2 separate regions of the Muntiacus reevesi genome follow, and region 1 is linked to region 2. The links are chromatin contacts, called in public Hi-C maps. All regions are on one chromosome and are shown on one strand. Each heading gives the region's core, a stretch centred on a gene start, on an enhancer-like site or on the middle of the called end of the contact. The rest is flanking DNA. Distances are from core to core; before and after follow the strand shown. Region 1 holds the start of APOA2 (apolipoprotein A2). Region 2 holds the start of DUSP12 (dual specificity phosphatase 12).

Region 1 (5,336 bases), core at 1,880-4,379, 450 kb before region 2:
CAGCTGAGCATGCAAGCAAATAAAGCAGAGGGGAACAAGTCAGGTCCAGGTAGGAGGCCAGCTCCTCTGAGCGCATGGGTGAGTGGTGAAGGGATGGCCCTTGTCTGTGCCAGTCCTGTTTCTAGGCAGGATTCTGTGGTAGTGCCTGAGTCCCATCTGACGTTGTCACTCCGACCTCTGATCCAGCAGCCCTGTCCAAATGGGCCCAGGTCTCGGGCTTACCGCTGTCTTCCCTCCTACCCCCACCCCAAGCTGGGGAATACTTTGCCCTGCATGCTGCCTGACACTTCTCATTGTGTTTCAGCTTGTACCATTTGATCTCATTAGCCCTGTGAGGAAATTCAGGCTCTTTGAAGTTAATCTGTCCAAGGTCATCTTGCAAGTTTGATGGACAGATCTCTGTCCCTGCATGTTTTGCCACATGCAGGGTAAAAAAAAAAGATACTGAGAAAGAAAGGGGAAGAAAGTAATTTTGAGTGGTAAGGGGCTAGAAGGTCAGACTGAAGAGGTTGATTAATATACAGAAGAGGGGGACAGGGATAGATTGGGAGTTTGGGATGAAGACATACACACTGCTATATTTAAAATAGATAACCAACAAGGACCTACTGTACAGTACGGAAAACTCTGTTCAATACTCTATAATAACCTAACTGGGAAAAGGATTTGGAAAAGAACAGATACATGAAATATGTATACCCTGTTATGTAGGGAATTACCCTGCTATGTGCTTGAAACACAACATTGTTAATCAACTATACTCCAATATAAAATAAAAGTCTTAAAAAGTATACAGAAGAAATTAGAGCCATTTCTGATGTCTTGGGAAAAGGTGATTTCAGATGAGATATGAAGGATGAGTTAGGGTAGGGAAGTAAATATTTTAAAGATAAACTGGAAACAAACTTTTATTGGACATGCCCATTTTCCCGTTTGGGGATTGTAAATCTCCTGCATCAATCCAGCCTGACTTATGTTCCATTTTGATTTAACCCAGGGATCACAGCTACCAGAATTTCTCAAGTCCTACATGTCCAGCAAGTTGGAGAACTGTCAGGCCTTGAACTGGCTATCGTGTCTGCTAGTTCTAGGCTCTAACATAGCTACCAGAATCTAGGCCAGTTCTATGAACAGCACCCAGATAATGATAAGGGAGGGGCTTCCTCGGTGGCTCAGACAGTAAAGAATCTGTCTGCAGCGCAGGAGATCTGGGTTTGATCCCTAAGTCAGGAAGATCCCCTGGAGAAGGGAAAGGCTACCCGCTCCAGTATTCTTGCCTGGAGAACCCCGTGGACAGAGGAGCCTGGTGTTCTACAGTCCATGGGGTCACAAAGAGTCGGACACGACTGAGTGACTAACACTTTGAATAGTGGCGGAGATACTTGGAATGAGTGTTCTGCAGACAGGGGTCTAGGTGAGAGGTTTTAAATGCAAGGATTAGAGCACCTCCAGGGAAAGCTTCTCTGGTGGCTCAGCTGGTAAAGAGTTTGCCTGTAACGCAGAAGACCTCAGTTCAATCCCCAGGTAGAGAAGATCCCCTGGAGAAGAGAATGGCTACCCACCCCAGAATTCTGGCCTGGAGAATTAAAGAGTTAGACACGACCGAGGGACTTTCACTTTCTTTTCTTTTCAGGGGAGAAGCACGGTGTCCCCTGGCTCAGATGGAAGGAAGGGGCCTTGGGTGACACCTCTGGGCTCATTTGGGGAAGTGTTCTCCTCTTCACAGTGTGGTAGAGGAAATTCTGAGGGGTGCTCTCATTTCCTGTGACCTCTAGGAATCTAGGGATTCAGATTATGAATCTTTCATGCCTTTCAAGTACCATGTCCAAGGCAAAGTCTCCTTAGGCCATTCCCAGGCCTATAAAAAGATTTCTTGGGTTTGAAGAAGAGTCACCAGCACCTCCCACCCTGTCATTTCCATCACTGGTCTCATCAACCCTTTCTCCAGCCCTTCACACCAAAATTCCTTTCCTGTTAGAAGCAGATTTCTCTTTGTTCTTCCTCCTACTCTTCCCCCACAACACTTATTTCTCCTGGTTCCCCAGACAGACCAGGCTCACAACTTAATTCCTGCAAAGTTTATTGTAGAAAACAAGGAGTGGGTAGGGAGAGGAGTTTCAGGCCTGGCCAGTGGGTGTCCCAGGGAAGAAACTAGGGATGGGAGAGCAGGGTCTGGACACCTCAGTGGGCGGCAGGCTCTTTTTTGGGGTCTATAAAACTGCTCAAGAAGTTGAGCAGGTCAGTCCCAGCCTTCTTGAACAGGGGCGTCAGTTCCTCCTGTGTCTTCTCAAAGTAGGCCCTGGAAACGTGAGGGATTAGAAGTTAGGGTGATGGGCGGGTACTGGCCTTCTTGTGGTGGGAGGTGAGCCCCAAGGCCCCAAACCCTAATGCCTGGTCTGCCCTGGAACAGTGAAGCTCCCAGGAGGGGAGGCGAGCTCTTAACTGGGCAGAGAAACAGACCATAGAGATAGAAATTCGAAGCCCAGTTCCTGCTGCCCCTACCTGTCTAAGAAGTCTGAGGGATCTGTAGGGTGATGATGGAATTTCCTCTATTTTTAGACCTCATCCTCCCTAGCCCCCCAGCCCTGAGCCCAGTGTTCTGTGGGATCTCCCAATTTCCCTCTTTCTCTCCACAGCCCCCTGGTCCCTGCGCCCCCTTTGCTGAGACTTACTTGGCTTGGGTTTGAAGCTCTGAGCCCTTGGCCTTCTCCACGAGGTCCTTGCCATAGTTGGCCACGGTCTGGAAGTACTGAGAGACCAGGGTCTGCAGATCCGGCTCCTCGGTCTGTCTCCGAACCAGAGCGCCTGCACACACACAGAAACACACACACTCTCTCAGTTGGGTCCCCAGCAATGAGTCCCCCATCTCTGCCAGCATTCAGCCTCAGCTCTCAGCCCTCTCCCTGAGCAGGCATCCAACTCCAGGTCTTTGGATGGGTTTTCTGGGCGTTAGAGAGGGGATGCGTTTCCTCTTAAGCTCTCTGGTTGCCAGGCCTGGGCATAGGAGCACAGACAGAGGGGCGGCTAGGACCTAAGCACCTTCTCCTCCTGGGGACCCCTCTTCAGATCACACCCACCTTCAAGGCTACAGACGGTCAGGAGCAGCACAGTCAATGCAAGCAGCTTCATGGTGGCAACGGTAGGGAAAGTGGCCTGTGAAGTTGGGGGCAGGGGAGGTCACTGAAGCTGCATGGGCTTCAGCCCTTCCCCAGCGACCCCCTCCCTACACGTCCACCCCGACCCGGTGTCCCCCTTTCCTACACTTAAATCTTTGAATGCCGCGCTCGCCTCTTACTCCTTCACTGTACCTAGTCAGCGATGCCGTCCTTGCTGCCTGTGTCTGGCCTGGCTGAGGAGGCAGGGGCTATATATCTCTAGGCTTCCCCACTCCACCCCGTCAGGTGATAAGGACTTTGGAGGAGTCCAGTGGGGCAGGGACTATGATGGAGTAAACAAGTTAGAGAAGTGGGGGGAGGAGAGGCCGGCATATGGGAGACGCCTGGTGATGGGGTCGGAGGCAGGGCCTTAATGGATGCCAAGGGGATACATTTTAGTCCTGTTCAAGATTCATTCCTTTGGGGCCTGGGAGCAGTAGTCCTTGGATCTGAATCCTGCAGTAAGCAGGATTTTTGGGGTTTTCTTCTGTTTTTTCCTGGAAAACTTTGGTGTATCAGATCTAATGACCTCAGCCTTTGGTATCTTTGTACCATTATGGGTAAATTTCATCTCCCAACCCTACCCCCATTCACTGAAATGTGGCAGAGAGGTATCGGGGAACAGAAGAGAGGCGATAAAATAAAAAATCAGGGACAGGGGTGAGGGGAAGACGGGTTAGGAGAATAAGGATCAGGGTCAGAGGCCAGGTGTGATTGACTCTGTACTTTTTTGAGTTAATGTGTAATGAATGAGATGGGGGAGAAAACACTAGAACCAGAATGCCCTTCCTGAGTGCAGATCAGCAAGCACAGCCCACCCCCAATAAAACAAATTCAGAAAGGAGCTGCTGCTCACCCCACACCCCCTCCCCATCCCCCAACCCCCCATCATTGGAGTGCTCTGGCAGGATAAAGGTTGAAGGTCTCTGGGCATTCGATCCCCTTATCAGTTCTAGGCAGTGGTCAGTCAATATGAGTCAGCAGGGGCCATAACATCCCTCCGACCAAGGTCCTGGCCCTTGTCCCTGTCCTGATTATGAGGGAGGACAGAGATGCATTCCCCAGGCCCAAGGCATTTGGGTGAAATCAGCTAAATAGATATCACAAGTATTTGTATCTTTCATCCTTTGACCTCTTCCTAAGAGATGGGAGTGGTGATGTGAGAGCTCGTAGGGGAGGCGACCAGAGCCTAAGAAATTTTATTCTATCTTCAACTATTCCCCTGTGGAGCACTTAGTGCTTGAAAGGGCGCTCCACTGATTTGTCCCTGGCTTTGGAGCGGAGCGCATTTGAGGGCAGGAGCCTATATTTCTCGATTTTATTTGCCAACTCTGCCTAGGGAACCTTTCCACTTTCTTTCTTTCCTAGGGAACCAGGGAAGGAAGGATCAACTTCAGAGGTCAGGTGTTTCAGGGACTACTGCTGGAACTCAGGTTGCAGCCCCTGCTCCTCTACCCCAAACTCTCACACCCATTCCCTTTCTACAGAGCGGACAAGAGGGTGAACTTTAAAAGGTTTGGACATCCAGGAGGGAGGGTGAGTCCCGTTTCCTACGGAGAGCTGTACCTATGAGTGGAATTCATTTGAGGGTGTACTGTGTACTGGGAAAGACTGCGAAGAGGAGTCCCCAAGGGTTCGTAAGGGTCTGGGTGGGGGCGGGGCCCTTAGGAGAGGTATGAATCACTGTTCGAAAGAAGTATTCAGTCTTCCCTGGGCCACGTTTCACAGGCTATATGTCTCCAGGCTACACAGTGGAGGGAACTTCAGTGACTCAGGCCCCAAGATGCTCCCTCTAGTGTCTTGCTCGTTAAAAGGTTTTTCCCGACCTTGGAGAGGCAGGGCAATTTAACGCCATCTATTCGAGTAGATCTAAGGATCTAACCAATCAAGTACAGCCTGTCCCCGCAGTGCCGGGGTTGGAGCTCTCCGGACGTAAGGTCGGCCACTCTTTTGCGTTATCCTCTCCTATTGGCCAATGCTCGGCAGCTTTTCTTTTTCTTTCTTTTTTTTAAAAATCCATTGGGCGGAGCCCAATCAAGGAGGGTTGGGTCTCTGAAATCTTTTTTGTCGCCCGGTTCCAAGATGGCGTCCGTGACCACGCTGGGGATGCAGCGTGAAGCCGCAGTTGTGCCATCACTCAAGATGGCTGCCCCCATCAAGATGACCGGGGTGTGCCTGGGG
Region 2 (5,400 bases), core at 2,151-4,650:
TGTCAGCTCCCAGAAGTAACCATTGTTAATAGTTTGATACATATATTTCAGTATTTTTTATATATTCCATATATGCCCACCCCCAGCATTCTTCTTAGTGATTTGCCCTTACTCCTGTCAAAACACTGTTAGGTTATTTATTTATCTTTTACTCCAGTTTTTCTCTAAGTTCCTCAAGGGCAAAGACTTACTCATTTTGTAGCTTCAGCATCTACTGCAGAGCCTGACACACAGGAGAGGTTTCCAGGACCATAAAGTGAGAAAGGCCGAGTTGATCCAACCAAGGGCTCAGAAGATTGCTAACATGACTCTGCAGCGAAAACACCAAGCGAGACTTTGAGATAAAGCCTTTGGGATGGGGAAGGACATGACACGGAAAGGGAAGTATACGGTGTCTTTTCTAGAACTCCTTTCATCTCTAACATTCAAAGATGGAATAATCAGCACCATTAGCCCAAATTCTGTGGGGCAGGGGACACAAAGGTGAAGAGGCGAAGTCCTTACCCTTCAGAGGTTCAGAGCCTGTGGTGGGAGTAAGGGAAGATACCACTCTTCCTCTATCCCTATGGGTTGCCCACTTAAGTGTTTCCAAGCACAAGTAGTTGCTGCTTCCTCCATTTGACTTAGACGGGGGTCAAGTGTCCCTGCCCCAAGTCTCAATCTCTTTGAAAATCATAAAGTCATATATGAGAAAGGGAAAAGCAGACCCTGGCACCCAGGAGCCAGGGTAGATCTTCCTTAGTGAGGTAGATCTTCCTTAGTGTTGCTACAGCTGGCCAGGCCCTCACAGTTAGGTGTTTTTTCCTCTCCTGCTGAACAAAAACAACTTCACAGAAAATCAGCACCACACAAGGCAACTCTGAGATCATGACGAAGTAAGACAAAGACCAACATAATATGTCTGAATAAGACAGAACGTGAACATTGTCCAATTACAAAATAGCAAACATACTTCTATTTTAGCTAAAATGGCTAACCACTATTTAAAAACAATTATGATGAAAAAAACACAAAATTTACTCTTTTAACCATTTCATCTTGAAAAACAGAAACTGTATATCAATTGAACAACTCTTCAATTCTCCCTCCCTGCAACCCTAGGCAACCATTATTCTATTCTGTTTCTATGACTTAGCTTTTTCAGTGACCACATATAAGTGATAAGATGCAATATTTGTCTTTCTCGCTCTGACTTATTTCACTTAGCATAATGCTTTCAAATTTCTATTCATGTTATCACAAGTGGCAGGATTTCCTACTTTCATTTGGCTAAGTAATATTGCATAATATATAAATCACATCTTTACCGTCCATGCTTAGATGGACACTGAGGTCACTTCATGTGTTGGTTGTTGTGACTAACATGAGAGTGCAAATATCTCTGTAAGATCCTGATTTCATATCCTTGGGACATATATCCAGCAATGGGATTGCTGCATTATATGGTAGCTCTGTTTTTTAAGTTTCTGAAGAACTTACATACAGGTTCTGTAGTAGATATATCCATTTATAGTCCCACCAACAACGCGCAAGGGTTCTCTTTTCTCCACCATCCTCACCAACATGCTACCTACTGTTTTTATTTTTTTTTAATTGCCATACTAATAAGTATGAGGTGATATCATGGTTTTGATTTGTATTTCCCTGATGGGTAGTGATATTAAGGATCTTTTTATGTACCTGTGGGCCATTTGTATGTCTTCTTTAGAAAAAAAAAATCTCTTCTCAGTTTCTCTGTCCATTTTCTATTTTTATTTACAGCTGAGTTGTATGAGTTCTTTATATATTTTGGATATTAACTCCTTATCAGATATATGGTTTGAAAATATTTTTTTCCATTCTGTAGGTTACCTTTTCATTTTGTTGATTGTTTTTTTTGCTATGCAGAAACATTTTAGTTTGACATAGTCCCACTTATTGCTTCTGGTGTCATGTCCAAAAAGTTGTTGACAAGACTACTGTTTGGTCATGGTACCCTTGCCAAAGATCATTTGAACATATAAGTGAGGGTTTATTTCTGGACTCTTCATTCTCTTCCGTTGGCCCATGTTTCCGTCTTTATGCCAGTACCATGACTGCTATTTCTTGACCAATACAAGTTTAGCGTCTCTCTAGCCTTCTTTCCCTTGGGTAAGATTTATTAACATACTGAATCACAGAATCACCCCTACTTCCTGACAACATCCAGTCCAGAGCAAACTCCTGCTTCCATAGTCCCTTAGCCCTAACTCATCTAATATAAGCTCTGATCCTGTAATGCATGCTAAGTCGCTTCAGTTGTGTCTAACTCTTTGCGACGCTATGGACTGTAGCCGGCGAGGTTCCTCTGTCCATGGGATTCTCCGGGCAAGAATACTGGAGTGGGTTGCCATGTCCTCCTCCAGGGGATCTTCTGGACCCAAGGGATTGAATCCAGGTCTCTTAAGTCTCCTGCATTGGCAGGGGGATTCTTTACCACTAGCGCCCCCTTGGAAGCCCAAAATCCTGTAATAGGATCTTCCTAACATTCTCTTCGGAGAAGGCAATGGCACCCCACTCCAGTACTCTTGCCTGGAAAATCCCATGAACGGAGGAGCCTGGTAAGCTGCAGTCCATCGGGTAGCGAAGAGTCGGACACGACTGAGCGACTTCACTTTCACTTTTCACTTTCATGCATTGGAGAAGGAAATGGCAACCCACTCCAGTGTTCTTGTCTGGAGAATCCCAGGGACGCGGGAGCCTGGTGGGCTGCCATCTATGGGGTCGCACAGAGTCGGATATGACTGAAGCGATTTAGCAGCAGCAGCAGCAGCAACATTCTCTTAAGACCCTCATTTCCCAAAATTCTACAGTTCATGATTGAGTAATAAACTCAAATTTAACTACACGTGGATTCTTGGTTATCTTTTTCTTTCCCCCTTGGTTATCTTTGGAGTGCACTGATACAGAACCATGGGGTCAATATTTTCAAGTATACAGAATAATATATACCAACAAGAAGTCACATACCAATAAAGGGGGGGGGGCAAGAAGAAAAAAAAGGTAAAAAGTAACAAGAGAAGAACTACAAACAAATGGTTTCATACGTACTGAAAAAGTGTTGTATTTCAAAAGCATAAGATTATGGTACTGATTCAGTTGGTGGGACCATCTGAATCCATTTTCTGCTCCTGCAGAAATCCATAAAAATCTCAACACTAAGAGCCTAAGCATCCCTGTAGGTATTCGAGTTAGGGTTCAGAAGCCGCTGCGAATGGGGTTTAGCTCCGCCCAGGCCGAAGTACGTCACCTTCCCCAGTAAATCCACATTCCCGCGGTCGACGAAATCCTCCAAGGCAGCAGCGGCGCAACTCAGCCTGGCCAGTCTAAAGTAAGGACGTTCTAGCCGATTGCCTACTCGATGGTAGGGCCCGCCGCAGCCCGGCCTCCGGGCGCCGCCATGTTGGAGGCGCAGGATGGTAGCCATGACTGCGAGCACCACATCTGCAGCCAGAGCCGAGCCCGCTCTGCCAGGCGTATGCTGGAGGTGCGTCCGGGGCTGTTCTTGGGTGGAGCCGCGGCCGTCGCGGAGCCAGACCACCTGAGGGAGGCGGGCGTCACGGCAGTGCTGACGGTGGACTCGGAGGAGCCTGACTTCCAAACGGGGGCTGGGGTCGAGGGTCTACGGAGTCTCTTCGTGCGAGCGCTCGACAAACCCGAGACCGACCTGCTCAGTCATCTGGACCGCTGTGTGGCCTTCATTGTCCAGGCTCGCGCCGAGGGCCGCGCGGTGCTGGTGCACTGGTGAGTGGTCGGGTGGGTGGGGAGAGCCACCCCGCCGCGCTGCGACCCTGCCCCACCTCGCCCTTTTCCTCTCAGGGCCGCGGAGAGGACCAGAGGGCTGCCGGACCGCCAGAATCTTCAGCTCCCTCTTGCGTAGGCTTGTGTCAGAGAGAAGTGGACAAGAGACGGTCCCCTGATGACGCGCAGGGTTTTAGTTCATTTTGTTTGTGTTGTTGGTTCATTCTGCAGTCGCTAAGTTTTCGAGGGTGGGAGGAATCTTCAGATAAATGACTAAGTCTCTGCACCTAAAGAGTTTAAATCTCTTCTCGAGTAGCCAGACACATACTGAGGAAATGCAGACTAGGATGCGAGGGGTGTAGTAAGAGAGATTAACAGAGGTTAAGGTTATTCAAACTTCAGAGGGAGAGCAGGTTATTTTCATTGTGTGTGTTTGAGGCGGGCGTGGCTGATGTAGGGGAGATTGAGGGAGAGAAAAATTGATTAGGACGTAGCAGTGGCAGAAGGAGTGTAATCACAACAGTTTACGCTTACTGAGTCAGCAATTTTACAGCCAGCCTTTGTTATAAATATTACATAAAAAACATAAGGTAGTGATAAAATAGAGGTTTCGGACCAGATCTCCAGGGCCTTTAAAGCCAAGGGGAAAAGAGTTTAGATTTGTTCTGAAGCCATTATAAGATGTTAAAAATTTAGTGTACTTATTGTTCAATAGGTAATACATTCACATGGTTCATAATTAAAATGAATAAGGAAATAAAGGAATACTTCTTTTGTAAGTAGTAGTATTTCAGAGGCAAAAGATTTACTTGAGTAGAAGAAGCAGACAAGAAGTGGACCCAAACTTTACCATTTATGGGGGTGGGTTTTTTGTTTTTGTAATTGTTGCTATTTGATATTTTAAAGGGTTTTTTTTTTTTTCCAGTCATGCAGGGGTCAGTCGAAGTGTGACTGTAATAACCGCTTTTATGATGAAGACTGACCAGCTTACCTTTGAAAAAGCCTATGAAAACCTTAAGACTGTCAAGCCAGAGGCCAAGTGAGTTACTTGTTACAGTAGTAATTCTGCTTTTGTGATGCAGTTTTATTTATTTAAAGAAAATTTAACTCTGTACCTGTTTGCCCTTGCAGGATGAATGAGGGGTTTGAGTGGCAACTGAAATTATACCAGGCAATGGGCTGTGAAGTAGATACCTCCAGTGCAGTTTATAAACAATATCGTTTACAAAAGGTTACAGAGAAGTATCCAGGTAAGTAATAATTGGCAGTATGTATTCAGTCCTTTTTGGGTGTCCCTGGTGGCCCAGCCTGGGTAAAGGATCCTCCCACAATGTGGGAGACCTGGGTTCCATCCCTGGGTTGGGAAGATCCCCTGGAGGAGGTCATGACAACCTACTCTAGTGTTCTTGCTTTCAGAAATCCCATGGACTAAGGAGGTTGGCTTTATTTTGGGGGGCTCCAAAATCACTGCAGATGATGATTGCAGACATGAAATTAAAAGATGCTTACTCCTTGGAAGGAAAGTTATGACCAACCTAGACAACATGTGAAAAAGCAGAGACATTACTTTGCCAACAAAGGTCTGTCTAGTCAAGGCTATGGTTTTCCTAGTGGTCAAGTATGGATGTGAGAGTTGGACTG

The links. Hi-C and Micro-C count contacts between places; a contact is called where the count stands out from the background.
Region 1: a Hi-C map of muscle shows a contact between it and region 2, with 4 times the contacts expected there. The contact joins the promoter of APOA2 here to the promoter of DUSP12 in region 2. A contact is called at or near these places in 2 of 3 Hi-C or Micro-C datasets (blood and muscle).

The regions. Positions count from the first base shown.
Region 1 is chr1:71,299,898-71,305,233 of mMunRee1.1, reverse strand. APOA2 (apolipoprotein A2) reads right to left here and starts at 3,129. Exons shown (of 3, transcript XM_065940602.1): 1 at 3,078-3,129; 2 at 2,673-2,805; 3 at 2,182-2,299. The coding sequence starts at 3,129. The coding sequence ends at 2,182. TOMM40L (translocase of outer mitochondrial membrane 40 like) reads left to right here and starts at 5,222. Exons shown (of 9, transcript XM_065946993.1): 1 at 5,222-5,336.
Region 2 is chr1:70,845,876-70,851,275 of mMunRee1.1, reverse strand. DUSP12 (dual specificity phosphatase 12) reads left to right here and starts at 3,400. Exons shown (of 6, transcript XM_065946783.1): 1 at 3,400-3,762; 2 at 4,685-4,798; 3 at 4,891-5,009. The coding sequence starts at 3,419. It overlaps LOC136176502 (a long non-coding RNA gene), which reads right to left and starts at 3,553. Exons shown (of 3, transcript XR_010664592.1): 1 at 3,070-3,553; 2 at 192-310.